Linked DNA regions of Zea mays: regions 2, 3 and 4 are each linked to region 1. A link is a contact called in public Hi-C data. All regions are on one chromosome and are shown on one strand. Each heading gives the region's core, a stretch centred on a gene start, on an enhancer-like site or on the middle of the called end of the contact. The rest is flanking DNA. Distances are from core to core; before and after follow the strand shown. Region 1 holds the start of LOC100280812 (WRKY55 - superfamily of TFs having WRKY and zinc finger domains). Region 2 holds the start of LOC100193974. Region 3 holds the start of LOC103634597 (probable ADP-ribosylation factor GTPase-activating protein AGD14). Region 4 holds the start of LOC103643067 (endoplasmic reticulum-Golgi intermediate compartment protein 3).

Region 1 (2,700 bases), core at 96-2,595:
AAAAGAGAGAATTTTTTTTATATATGACGTTCAAATCTTCACTCATTTCTTATATGGCATTCGAAATCATGAGTTTTCTTCGTTGCCATCGGTTTAAGTGTGGCACTGCCGAGGTCAATAGTTGTACAGTTCTAGAATGGCGTCCGTATTCATTTAAAATACCGATTTTTGCACTCTGCTTGGTAGTCCCCCATAATGGCGAGGCCTGAGAAGCCTACAGGGCCACAACGGCGCGGGATAGGAGCATTCGGCGTTACTTTGTTTTTTTTCTTGCAGCGATATGCGCACGCAAGTAAACGGATATTTTGACGGGATCTAACGGCAATGACAGCTAAAGGAACCGAAAATATAAAACCAGTGGGCAGCGGCATTGAGATGAGCTCATATTTTTAAATGGTACATAAGGAAAAAATAATAAGTTTTGGTGGTATATAAGAATTTTTCTCTTAAAAAAACCAGGCATGCGATTGGGATTCCTCCATCGGAACACGGTAGAATTCTCTCGTTTCGGGTGACCATTGGGAAGCGCGCCGCGCGCGCGAGCAGCTCCCAGTTGCCCTCCTTCCAAGCAACGGAGACGATTCCACTGGCCTCGCCAGGGAAACGCATCAATCAGGTCAAGCCCAGCTGGTAGGGCAAGGATAACCTCTCCCTTAAAATAATTAGTACCACTATAATGTTCGTATCACTCAAAGAATTTTAAATTTAACTAAATCTATATAAATTATTAGTATTACTTGTTTTTAAATAAATTTGTTGTAAAAATAAATTCAGCGAGCAATTTAAACAATACGAGTCATATACAATAAATAATAAACTTTTTATTTATTTGATCAAAAAGAATGTCGACTATTTTATAACAAAAGAAATACCAGTCCTGCCTCTTTTCTTTATTATTATTATTACTACTATTATTATTACTATTATTATTATTATTATTATTATTATTATTATTATCATTATCATTGCTATCACCACTTCTAAGCTCTAACTTGTTCCGTTCTGGTCTGGAAACAAGATTTTGAACCGGTCCGGCCGAAGAGAGGGATATTTAGGTAAACAAATACTATATAATACAAGTAGCCCAAGCTGTGAGATTAATGACGGTGCTTATGCAATAAACAAATACGCGCCACACAACCTCCGAGGCCACTTGTACGCAGCTCAGGCTCCGGCAGTGTTGAGTTGGGGGCCTCAGAAGAAGGCGCGCAGAAATTTCTCATCAGGTCGCCCGTCGGTGGGCGCGGGCACGTGACAGCGATACGCCCGGAGGCCAAGATAATCTTTGCATCGTTCTCGGTCTCGGTTCTGGAGAGTTTTATATGGCCGCGAGGTGTCAATTATTAATGGACTTCTCTCTCCCGCCCCTTCTCTCTTCGTGATGCTCCTCTGCTTGCCTTGCCCTGGTGTGGTGGTGTCTAGTCAAGTACGCTTCCGAATTAAAAGCGCTCTGGCCTGCAACCTGCTGTCTGCTCCGTCCTCCCACGGCCGGCCGCCTGCCCGCGTCTTCTTCGCCACCCCTCTTCTCCGGTCCCGCACCTGCATTTCTTGACCCCTTCCTCCACCGCAGCCAAACAATGTCTCCGGCGCCGAGTTCGCATCACTCGCAGATCAATTCGAGGTAACTAGCTGCGGCCGGGTTCGCCTGTGATCTCTGCACCTGCGCGGTTCGGTTTGGAAGGCGGCGCCTGATTTCGTCTTCTTTTTTTTTTTCTTTCTTGCGGGGAATCTTGGCAGGAAGGAGAAGCGGATGAGGAAGGTGGACACCTTCGCGCCGCACAACGATGGCCACCAATGGAGGAAGTACGGCGAGAAAAAGATCAACAACACCAACTTCCCCAGGTCCGGCCGGATTCTACATGTTTTGTTTGTTTTACTTTACCGGGGGGTGACAAATCTATCCTCGCCAGCGAAGAACCCGGCTTTTATTAGCCAGCCTCCTTTGACTTGAATGTTTGGTAACTTCCTCCCATTCTCCGCATCCACTATCGGCGGGTCGAATCCCAGCAAAAATGTTCGTTTTCACTCGCTCACAGGTTCTTGTCCCGCTGCAGGTATTACTACAGATGCACGTACAAGGACAACATGAACTGCCCGGCCACGAAGCAGGTGCAGCAGAAGGACCACAGCGACCCGCCATTGTACGCGGTCACGTACTACAACGACCACTCGTGCAACAGCGCGTTCCTCCCGCTCTCCCCCTCCGAGTTCCAGCTGCAGACCTCGTCCGGGAAGGCCGTCTCCATCTGCTTCGACTCCTCGTCCGGGACGGCGGCGGCGGCGGCCGCCACCACCAATGCCAGCGGCGGCTCGCCCTCTTCCAGCGCGGCGGCGGCGGCGGCGCGGCGAGGCACGCCGCCGGAAGTCAGCAACCCGCCCGTGCTGCGGCGGTCTGAGACGTACCCGTGGGGCGCCGGCGCCGTGGAGCAGAAGCCGGCGTCCTGCAGCACCGAGTACCACGACGCCTTCTCGGCTGGCGCCGCCGCCGTGCCGGAGGAGGTGGTAGATGCAGGCAGATTTGGATCTATCAGGTTCTTCCATTTTTTGTAAATTGATCACTCAGTGGAAGGAAGGCAATTGATGCCTTTACTTCGACAAACTAATATGATACAGTCATACAGATGTCTTCTTTTCTTCCTTCTTCTTTTTATTCCTTCATTACATGCCGAAGCTTACTACATATTCGCATGTTACTTTTGT
Region 2 (2,700 bases), core at 36-2,535, 170 kb before region 1:
TACGGATTGAGGGGGATTTTGACTTACTAGGGATTAAAACCCCCTCAATCCCTCTCAATCCATATGGATTGGGGTATAACCGAACAAGCCCCTAAGGGGAAAGATTTCTAGGTGGAGTTCTAGATTGCAGGTTTACTTTTCGTTCGGTCATCTTTTTAGGGTCGTAGGTTGGCTGCATTAGCGGCTGTTTTTTTTACCCTCACCAGTCACCGGTCACCATCTACATGATTGGTTGCCTGCATAGAGATAATCCGGCTCTCCGCGTGCTTTGACCAAGCACGAGATTCTGATTGGTTGCTTGGATACGAGGATGCTGGCCTGCATGCGGGCTAGGCCTTTTTTTTTTCACTACCAGCCCGCGTGTGAAGATGGCGCTAATAAGGATCGCTTTGGAGCCAGGCTCGCGGGAGGCCTGCGCGCCTGCGCGCGGGAGGCACCCAACCAATCAGCCGGCATAGTCTTCTTCTCGTCGCTGCACTGGGCCCGCTCCTTATTAATGAAATACGAGCCCGACATGCCTAAAAGAAACCGAGGAAGACGAAGCGTATAATTCAGCATCACACACCTCTTTTTGAAAGGAAAAAAAATACACAGAAGCTGGTGGCAGCCAAACGCTGCAGTGCACGCTGGACTGGAGTGCAGCCGTCCCGTCCCGTCCTCCTCTGGACCGCGCGCGATGCACGGCACCGGCCGCCGGCCGCACTTCCTTCATTCGCAGGACAAAGGACGAAGCACTACGCATGCCACCACACCATGTGGCGACCGAGATTTCCCCGGCGTATCGGTTTGGTAGGCTCGTTGGGTTTAGGGTTTGTTGCGGTGGAGTCGTTGAGACGTGCAGTCGTATTAGTTACTACTACCTCCTCCGGTCCTCCCTAGTACTAGCTGTTTGCAACTGAAAGCGTCTCTTATTGTTTGCGCTTTTGGTTGCTCCGCTGCTCTGCTCTAAATCAGAAATGCTTCTGCGTCCGTACCGGCTCGGAGGCTGCTGAGTGCTGACTACTGATACTGATAGAGAGTACCGTTGCACAGATTCTGGAGGCATAGGATCGGGCGAGACGAGCGGAAGAATGGAAGATTAAAGTAATCTCCTAGGAGCAGCAGGGCCAGCTGAGCTGAGACTGAGAGGGCAGAGGGAACGGTAGAAAAATACGTAACGGTATGATTAGGTAGGGGGGGCGTCCCGACCCCGACAGCGAGCCATGTGTGGGTGGAACGGTCGCTCTCCTCCCCCGCCTTTATAAGCTCCTCCGCCGAGCCTTCACTCGCCACCACCACCCTCCCTCTCTGCCTCATCACCTACTCCGCCTGCGCCTGCGAGCTGTGCTGTGCTGTGCTGTGCTGCGCAACGGGGAGATCCAATCCACAGAACAGGATGCAGTCCAAGCACCGGGTCTTCGCGGAGGACCTGCTCCTGGCGGCGGCGGCGGAGGGCGAGGACCACTTCGACCGGGTGCCCGACTCCCTGGTGCTCCTCATCTTCAACAAGCTGGCCGACGCGCGGTCGCTGGGCCGCTGCTCCGCGGTGTCGCGCCGCTTCAGCGCGCTGGTCCCGCTCGTGGACGACGCCTGCCTGCGCATCGACCGCGTCATCCCCGCCGACGCCGCCGACGCGGGGGCGCCGCGCCCGCGCGCCGCGCTCTCGCACCTCCTCAAGTCCGTGCTGCTCGCCGTGCTCAAGCCCTTCGCGCACTGCGACGCCAAGTCCGCGTCGCCGCAAAAGCACGCGCAGCAGCAGCAGCAGCACCACTCGCCCGCCCAGGTGCTCAGGAACTTCAGCAGCATCCGCAGCCTCCGGATGGAGCTCCCGGTCTCCGACGTGGGCACCGACGACGGCGTCGTGCTCAGGTGGAAGGCCGTCTTCGGCAGCACGCTGCAGAGCTGCGTCATCCTCGGCGGCACCAGGGTGGACCGCGCCGCGGCCGCGGCCGCGGGACCGCCGCACGCCCCTTCCTCCGCTCCCCCCGCGGGCGACGACGACGGCGGCAGCATCCCGGAGTCCCTGTACACCAACGGCGGCCTCAAGCTGCGCGTGGTCTGGACCATCAGCTCCCTCATCGCCGCGGCCACCAGGCACTACCTCCTCCGCGAGATCGTCAAGGAGCACCCCACCCTGGAGCGGGTGGCGCTGACGGACGCCGGCGGGCAGGGCACGCTCAGCATGGGGCGCGACCAGCTCAGGGAGTTCAGAGACAGGCCGCTCGCCGCCGCGCCCGCCGCCGCCGCCAACCGCACGCAGGTGCCCGCCTGCAACATGAAGCTGCGCTACGCGCCGCTGCTGGAGCTCTCGGACGGCACCAGGATCCACGGCGCCACGCTCGTGGTCATCAAGCCCGTCGGCGACGCCGGCGGGAAGGACCTCGACGAGCTCGGCGCCGGCGCCTTCGACGGGCCCCTGAGGGAGGCCGTGGCCGCGCTCGGCAAGCGCCGCGCCTACCTGCTCGAGATGAACGGCTTCTAGTCTGTGCGCCTCTCTGCTCCATGGCAATGGGCATTGTTAATTGGCCAATGGGCAACGGCAACTAGCTAGATTGCTCCTCCGCTCGCTTCACCTCAGCTGTCAGTCAGCTCCTGTCCTGACGATATCCTTGTGGAAAAAAAACAGTAGTATAGAATGGAGTGGGCAGCGCCAGCCGGCCAGCTTCACAGTGCATTCTGATGCTATCATGAACGGAAATGAAGCAGTCAGTCACATTTTGA
Region 3 (2,700 bases), core at 154-2,653, 150 kb after region 1:
GACGAGAGGAATTCACATCTTTCTAAATCCTAAACCATGCAGACCCCATCATTCTCAGCACACAAAGCCATGAGGTATCTAAATTCTCGTGGCAGCTAAATTACCTAGAAATCGAGATTCTTAGAAAAGATCTTAAGAAAAAGTTGTCCTAAACACCTAAAATCTTCTAAAAATATAAGTAAAAGCTGCTCGGCTGACTTTTGTTGGGCTGTTGCTGTAGGTTGCAGCGGTCGCTGGTCTCTGATCCGGTTGACTGTTATTTGGCTGCTGCAGTCTACGACTCTACGTGAAGAGAGCATGAGCATGAATCTGGGGCGATGTCCAATGGTAGTAGGTTTGATATATACCATCTCATCTTGAGATGTTCCAGATCTAGCTAGTAGTACAGGGGGGCGAGGAGAGGACCATGGCATGCCCTTTGGATCATGCAAGCGTCAAGTGTGTGGTTGCACCTTCCGGTAATCCGGTAGACACCGGTGGTTGCGAAATAATCCTAGCTGTGGTGCCATGCCAGTTCAAACCCAACAGCGCCAACGCCCCTCGCCATCCATCTTCGATCTACGCACCTAACAAGGGATCCAGCAGCTTCCACGTTCTGGTCTAGCTGTTCAACAACCAGATCCGCCTCGTGCCAATCTCAACGCGTTCCGGGGAGCCGGCCCTTTAGCCGGATCAGCTGATTGATTAGCTTTTCTAGGCTAGCTGTGTGACCTGTGTCCCTTTGGGCTTGGAGAGATGAGCACAATGAGAAATTTAGGTTAACAGCCAATGCGAACGGGGGACGACGCAGGTAGGTTTGCGGCGTTTGGCTGTGAAATCTGGTGGCGTTTGCTGTTTTCCATGGTGTTCACAAGCTCACTGTGTGTCTGTGGCGTTTGCTGTTTTCCATGGTGTTCACAAGCTCACTGTGTGTCTGTGGCCATATTTATTTCCTTCTAGTAGATTATATAATTTGGATTATATTGTAAGGGTAAGAAAGTAACTATCACTTTAGTATCACAAATAAAATAAGATAAAATAAGCTACCTAATTCTACCTTATTTTAGCTTATTTGTAGTCCTAAACTATATTTTACTCTTCCAATTTTCCACCATAATCTAACTTAGTGCTTGTTTGGTTCGCTCTTAATTCATATGAATTGAGTGAGTTTAAATCCTAAGCAATTTAATTTTTTGTTAATTTTTTCAATCCATGTGTAATATGAATAACCGAAGAAACACACCCTGTCCGTTGGTGTTTGTTCCATTATATGGTCACCCCAGATCCATCCACCATCCACTGCATTGAATGAGATGAAATATGCTTATATGAGGAAATTACAACAAACTTCACCGGCAGTTTGGTTTAGGGGCGTAAATAACTCGGTTTAAAAAATTAAGCCGTTGCAGCTACCAACGTACAGAGGACAGATCACTCGGCCTCCTCCTAGGTCCGGGCGTCAGGCCAGCCCCATCACGCATAGCGACAGCGGTAGAGCGAGCCCAGTCCGAAACGGAAGAAACCAAGCGCAAACCAACGCCGAACCAGCAGAGGCGCAGACGGACAGGCACTTCACTGGCTTCTGCTACCGTGCCGCTCCTCCGTCTCCCGCTACAAAATATTTCACGGGAGACCCTGCTCTCTCCGATTCCGGCGTCCACTCGTCGCTCACGGAAACCGCTCGGAGCCCGACGCCGCGAGATCACCGGCCAGCCTCGCGCTCGACACGGGAGAGGCGAGGCGGTCGAGTGGCCCACCCTACGCCGCTCTGACAGTGAGCAATGGCGGCAGCGTCGAGGAAAGAGGAGGAGAGGAACGAGCGAGTCGTGCGGGGGCTCCTCAAGCTGCCACCCAACCGCAGATGCGTCAACTGCGACGGACTCGTACGTGTTCTTTTTTTCCCCGCATTGTTCCATCCATGTGGCCCGCGGCGCGCGGCTTCGTCGCCGCTCAGTGTTTGCTCACTTCCCGGCCTCTGTGCTTGTGCGTCTGTGACTCTGATCCAGGGGCCGCAGTACGTGTGCACCAGCTTCTGGACCTTCATCTGCGTCTCCTGCAGCGGCATCCAGTGAGTGCCGCCTTGCCCTTTCCCGCGCCTACTACCGGATTCCGTACACCAGTGTTGTTATCAGCATTCTCTGTTGTTATTCTATCACGTCTGTTGGGATGGGAATGTGATTTGCAATGCGCGTTTATTCAAACAGCCTTGATGGTACTTGCTGCCTTGCTGGTTTCAGTTCAGTGTCAAAGCTAGTGGTACTTGCTGGTTTCAGTTCAGTGCCAAAGCAAGCTTGCGGAGACTGCATTCTTTTTCCACCCTAATGCGAATAGACGTTGCTGTTTCAAAACTCCCGAATTCGAGTTATTCTGAAGAAGATGACTTAGCTAGTCGGATTTGCGCATGCTGTTGTTCTGATCTCTTCTAGTACTATTATCCTCAGTTCCTCACACGCACTGATCGATGCACTTGTAGCCGAGAGTTCACGCACCGTGTGAAATCCGTCTCCATGTCAACGTTCAGCACGCAAGAGGTCGAGGCTCTCCAGAAGGGTGGGAACCAGGTGAAGACATGCATCCACTGAGTTTGTTCTTTGAGGCTAGAGGATGCCCTTTTGGTTCATCTCGTAACACTTCAGCTGATTGATACAGCGTGCCAAGGAATCATTCCTGAAGGATTTCGATACCCAGAAAATGAGGCTACCTGATAGCAGGTAAAGGATA
Region 4 (2,702 bases), core at 25-2,524, 150 kb before region 1:
CTTTCTAAATACGCAAGAGCTGCTAGAAAATACAAGTTAGAAGGTTTGCAATGGGGAGATAACATTGGTACTAACATTGATATGTAGTCTTTCCCCTCTCGAGGTATCAACAGTGAGCTTACTTTCCGTGGCAGAATATAGATAAAGTCCTACAGGAAAGTTATCAGAATATTAAGTTAGTATACAGTTAATGGACTATTATTCGAGATAAGGAGGCATGGAGCAATCTACATTGTGAGAGAAGTTACTTGCAGCATCTAACAACTTAATTTGTTCCTTGTGATTTTAGCATGAAAAAAGTATCCCATAGTGTGGGTAAAGGTTATCACACAAATAGCAACCATACTTGCAAAAATAAAGGGAACAGGAACCTAGCATCAAAGACAAACGCTAAAACGATGGAGCAATTCCAAAAACTAGATGGAACCTGGGGAAGTTACACAAAAAACTAACTCGTTGCAAGTGGTCACCTAAGGTTGTCTTCAGTGGACCGTGTAGAATAGGGAATTTGCACTGGGGATGAGACAGAGGAGTTGCTCACCAAAAAACAAGCTACAAAACCAACTCCTATCCAGTCTTCTGATGACACCAATTATCATACATCAACAAAACCGTCACGAGATCACACACGCTGCACAAATTAATACACGTACTGCCTACACCTCCTATATTATACCAAGCGGCTTCTGTCGTACCCGACTTCCGGTGTAGGTTAACCGGGCCGCGAATTTTAACAAATTATTACTTCCAATTCACACCATAGCATGAAAAGACGCACAATTCATTCCACCACAATCAACTCTCGTTCCGCACCGAACAAAAAAAAAGGCACCCGATGGTGCGGCGAGATCAAGCTCTTCCGCAGATATGCAAGCGAAATCGAGGGGGAAATCTGAGGTCAAGAGGGGATGATACATACGGATCTCGGAGAAGAAGAGGAGGAGGATGGCGAGGGAGGAGAGGATGGTGATGAGGCCGCCGGAGAGGGTGCGGCTGTAGAAGTCCTCGTTCACTTTCGGGTAGGCATCCAGGTTTCGCAGCTTGCTCCAGAGCTCCATCGCTTCAGCTCACCGCCGGCGAGACCGCCGGAGCCCTGCGACGAGGAGGAGATCTACGGCGTGGCCGTGGCCCGTGGGCGCCACGAGAAATGGGAAGGGTATATCTGGACTTTGTCGGAGCGAAGGGGACTAATCGGCGATTTTGTTTGGGTCTGCTATCATTGTTGGGCTGCAAGGCCCACTAGAAGGTGTAATGGCCTAATGGGACAAGAGGGAAGAATTGCTCGCATCTTAGGAATTTGAGGCGTATTATAACCAAGACTAGTGGAGTATGAACTAGTGAAAGGAAAGATCTTCATCAGATCACATGTTTTTTATATAGAATTGGAAAAGCGTAGAATGAATGTAGTGGGTTCCAAAATTAGTATGTTGTTTGGTTCAAGAAATGTAACGCAAATGGTAATAGTAATGGTGTCGGCGTTCCGAGACCGGGGGTCCCTGAGCCGACGAGTGAATGTCGCCGCGTGCCCCAGCCCAGATGGGTCGAGCGCGAGGGCGAGCGCGAAGGAGGGAAAGCGAGGCGGCCGGAGACCGGCGTGAGAGAGGTGGGAATCCCGCGGCCTTCGTGTTCGTCCCGCGCCCAGGTCGGGTGCGCTTGCAGTAGGGGGTTACAAGCGTCCACGCGGGAGAGGGAGCGAGCGGCTTCAAGCGAGCGCCTGTCTCGTCCTCGTCCCCGCGCGGCCAACCCTCTCTAAGAGGGCCCTGGTCTTTCCTTTTATAGGCGTAAGGAGAGGATCCAGATGTACAATGGGGGGTGTAGCAGAGTGCTACGTGTCTAGCGGAGGAGAGCTAGCGCCCTAAGTACATGCCGTTGTGGCAGCCGGAGAGATTTTGGCACCCAGCTGGTGTGATGTCGTGGCCGTCGGAGGAGCGATGGAGCCTGGCGGAGGGACAGCTGTCGGAGCGGTTGAGTCCTTGCTGACGTCCTCTTGCTTCCGTAAGGGGGCTGAGAGCCGCCGTCGTCACAGAGTATGCGGGGCGCCATCATTGCCTATCTGGCGGAGCGAGCCAGATGGGACGCCGGTCTTGTTCCCTGCGGCCCGAGTCAGCTCGAGGTAGGGTGATGATGGCGCCTCCTATTGACGTGGCTGGTCTGCGCCCTAGGTTGGGCGATGTGGAAGCTCCTCCGAAGCCGAGGTCGAGTCTGTCTTCCGTGGTCGAGGTCGAGTCCGAGCCCCTGGGTCGGGCGAGGCGGAGTTCGTCGTCTTCTAGGGCTGAGCCCAAGTCCGAGCTCTGGGTCGGGCGGAGCGGAGTTCGTCGTCTTCTGGGGCTGAGCCCGAGTCCGAGCCCTGGGTCGGGCGGAGCGGAGTTCGCCGTCTTCCGGGACTTAGCCCAAGTCCGAGCCCTGGGTCGAGCGGAGCGGAGTTCGTCGTCTTCTAGGGCTGAGCCCAAGTCCGAGCCCTGGGTCGGGCGGAGCGGAGTTCGTCGTCTTCTGGGGCTGAGCCCAAATCCGAGCCCTGGGTCGGGCGGAGCGGAGTTCGCCGTCTTCCGGGACTTAGCCCGAGTCCGAGCACTGGGTCGGGCGAAGCGGAGCTTCCTATGGTGCCTTCAGCAGGGCCTGACTGCCTGTCAGTCTCACTCTGTCAAGTGGCACCGCAGTCGGAGTGGCGCAGGCGGCGGTGTCCTTCTGTCAGGTCGGTCAGT

The links. A called contact is a pair of places that touch in the nucleus more often than the background predicts.
Region 2: a Hi-C map of ear shows a contact between it and region 1, with 2.4 times the contacts expected there. The contact joins the promoter of LOC100193974 here to the promoter of LOC100280812 in region 1. A contact is called at or near these places in 2 of 25 Hi-C or Micro-C datasets (bundle sheath and ear).
Region 3: a contact with region 1 is called in a Hi-C map of tassel, with 2.8 times the contacts expected there. The contact joins the promoter of LOC103634597 here to the promoter of LOC100280812 in region 1. A contact is called at or near these places in 4 of 25 Hi-C or Micro-C datasets (ear, leaf and tassel).
Region 4: a contact with region 1 is called in a Hi-C map of tassel, with 5 times the contacts expected there. The contact joins the promoter of LOC103643067 here to the promoter of LOC100280812 in region 1. A contact is called at or near these places in 4 of 25 Hi-C or Micro-C datasets (ear, leaf and tassel).

Annotation. Positions count from the first base shown.
Region 1 is chr1:52,488,144-52,490,843 of Zm-B73-REFERENCE-NAM-5.0, forward strand. LOC100280812 (WRKY55 - superfamily of TFs having WRKY and zinc finger domains) reads left to right here and starts at 1,346. Exons shown (of 3, transcript NM_001411377.1): 1 at 1,346-1,621; 2 at 1,738-1,842; 3 at 2,055-2,700. The coding sequence starts at 1,578. The coding sequence ends at 2,550.
Region 2 is chr1:52,318,023-52,320,722 of Zm-B73-REFERENCE-NAM-5.0, forward strand. LOC100193974 reads left to right here and starts at 1,286. Exons shown (of 1, transcript NM_001367437.1): 1 at 1,286-2,700. The coding sequence starts at 1,376. The coding sequence ends at 2,461.
Region 3 is chr1:52,640,526-52,643,225 of Zm-B73-REFERENCE-NAM-5.0, forward strand. It overlaps LOC103634597 (probable ADP-ribosylation factor GTPase-activating protein AGD14), which reads left to right and starts at 1,404. Exons shown (of 14, transcript XM_008656989.4): 1 at 1,404-1,862; 2 at 1,986-2,047; 3 at 2,453-2,540; 4 at 2,629-2,690. The coding sequence starts at 1,761.
Region 4 is chr1:52,337,235-52,339,936 of Zm-B73-REFERENCE-NAM-5.0, forward strand. LOC103643067 (endoplasmic reticulum-Golgi intermediate compartment protein 3) reads right to left here and starts at 1,275. Exons shown (of 13, transcript XM_020546357.2): 1 at 920-1,275; 2 at 76-149. The coding sequence starts at 1,058.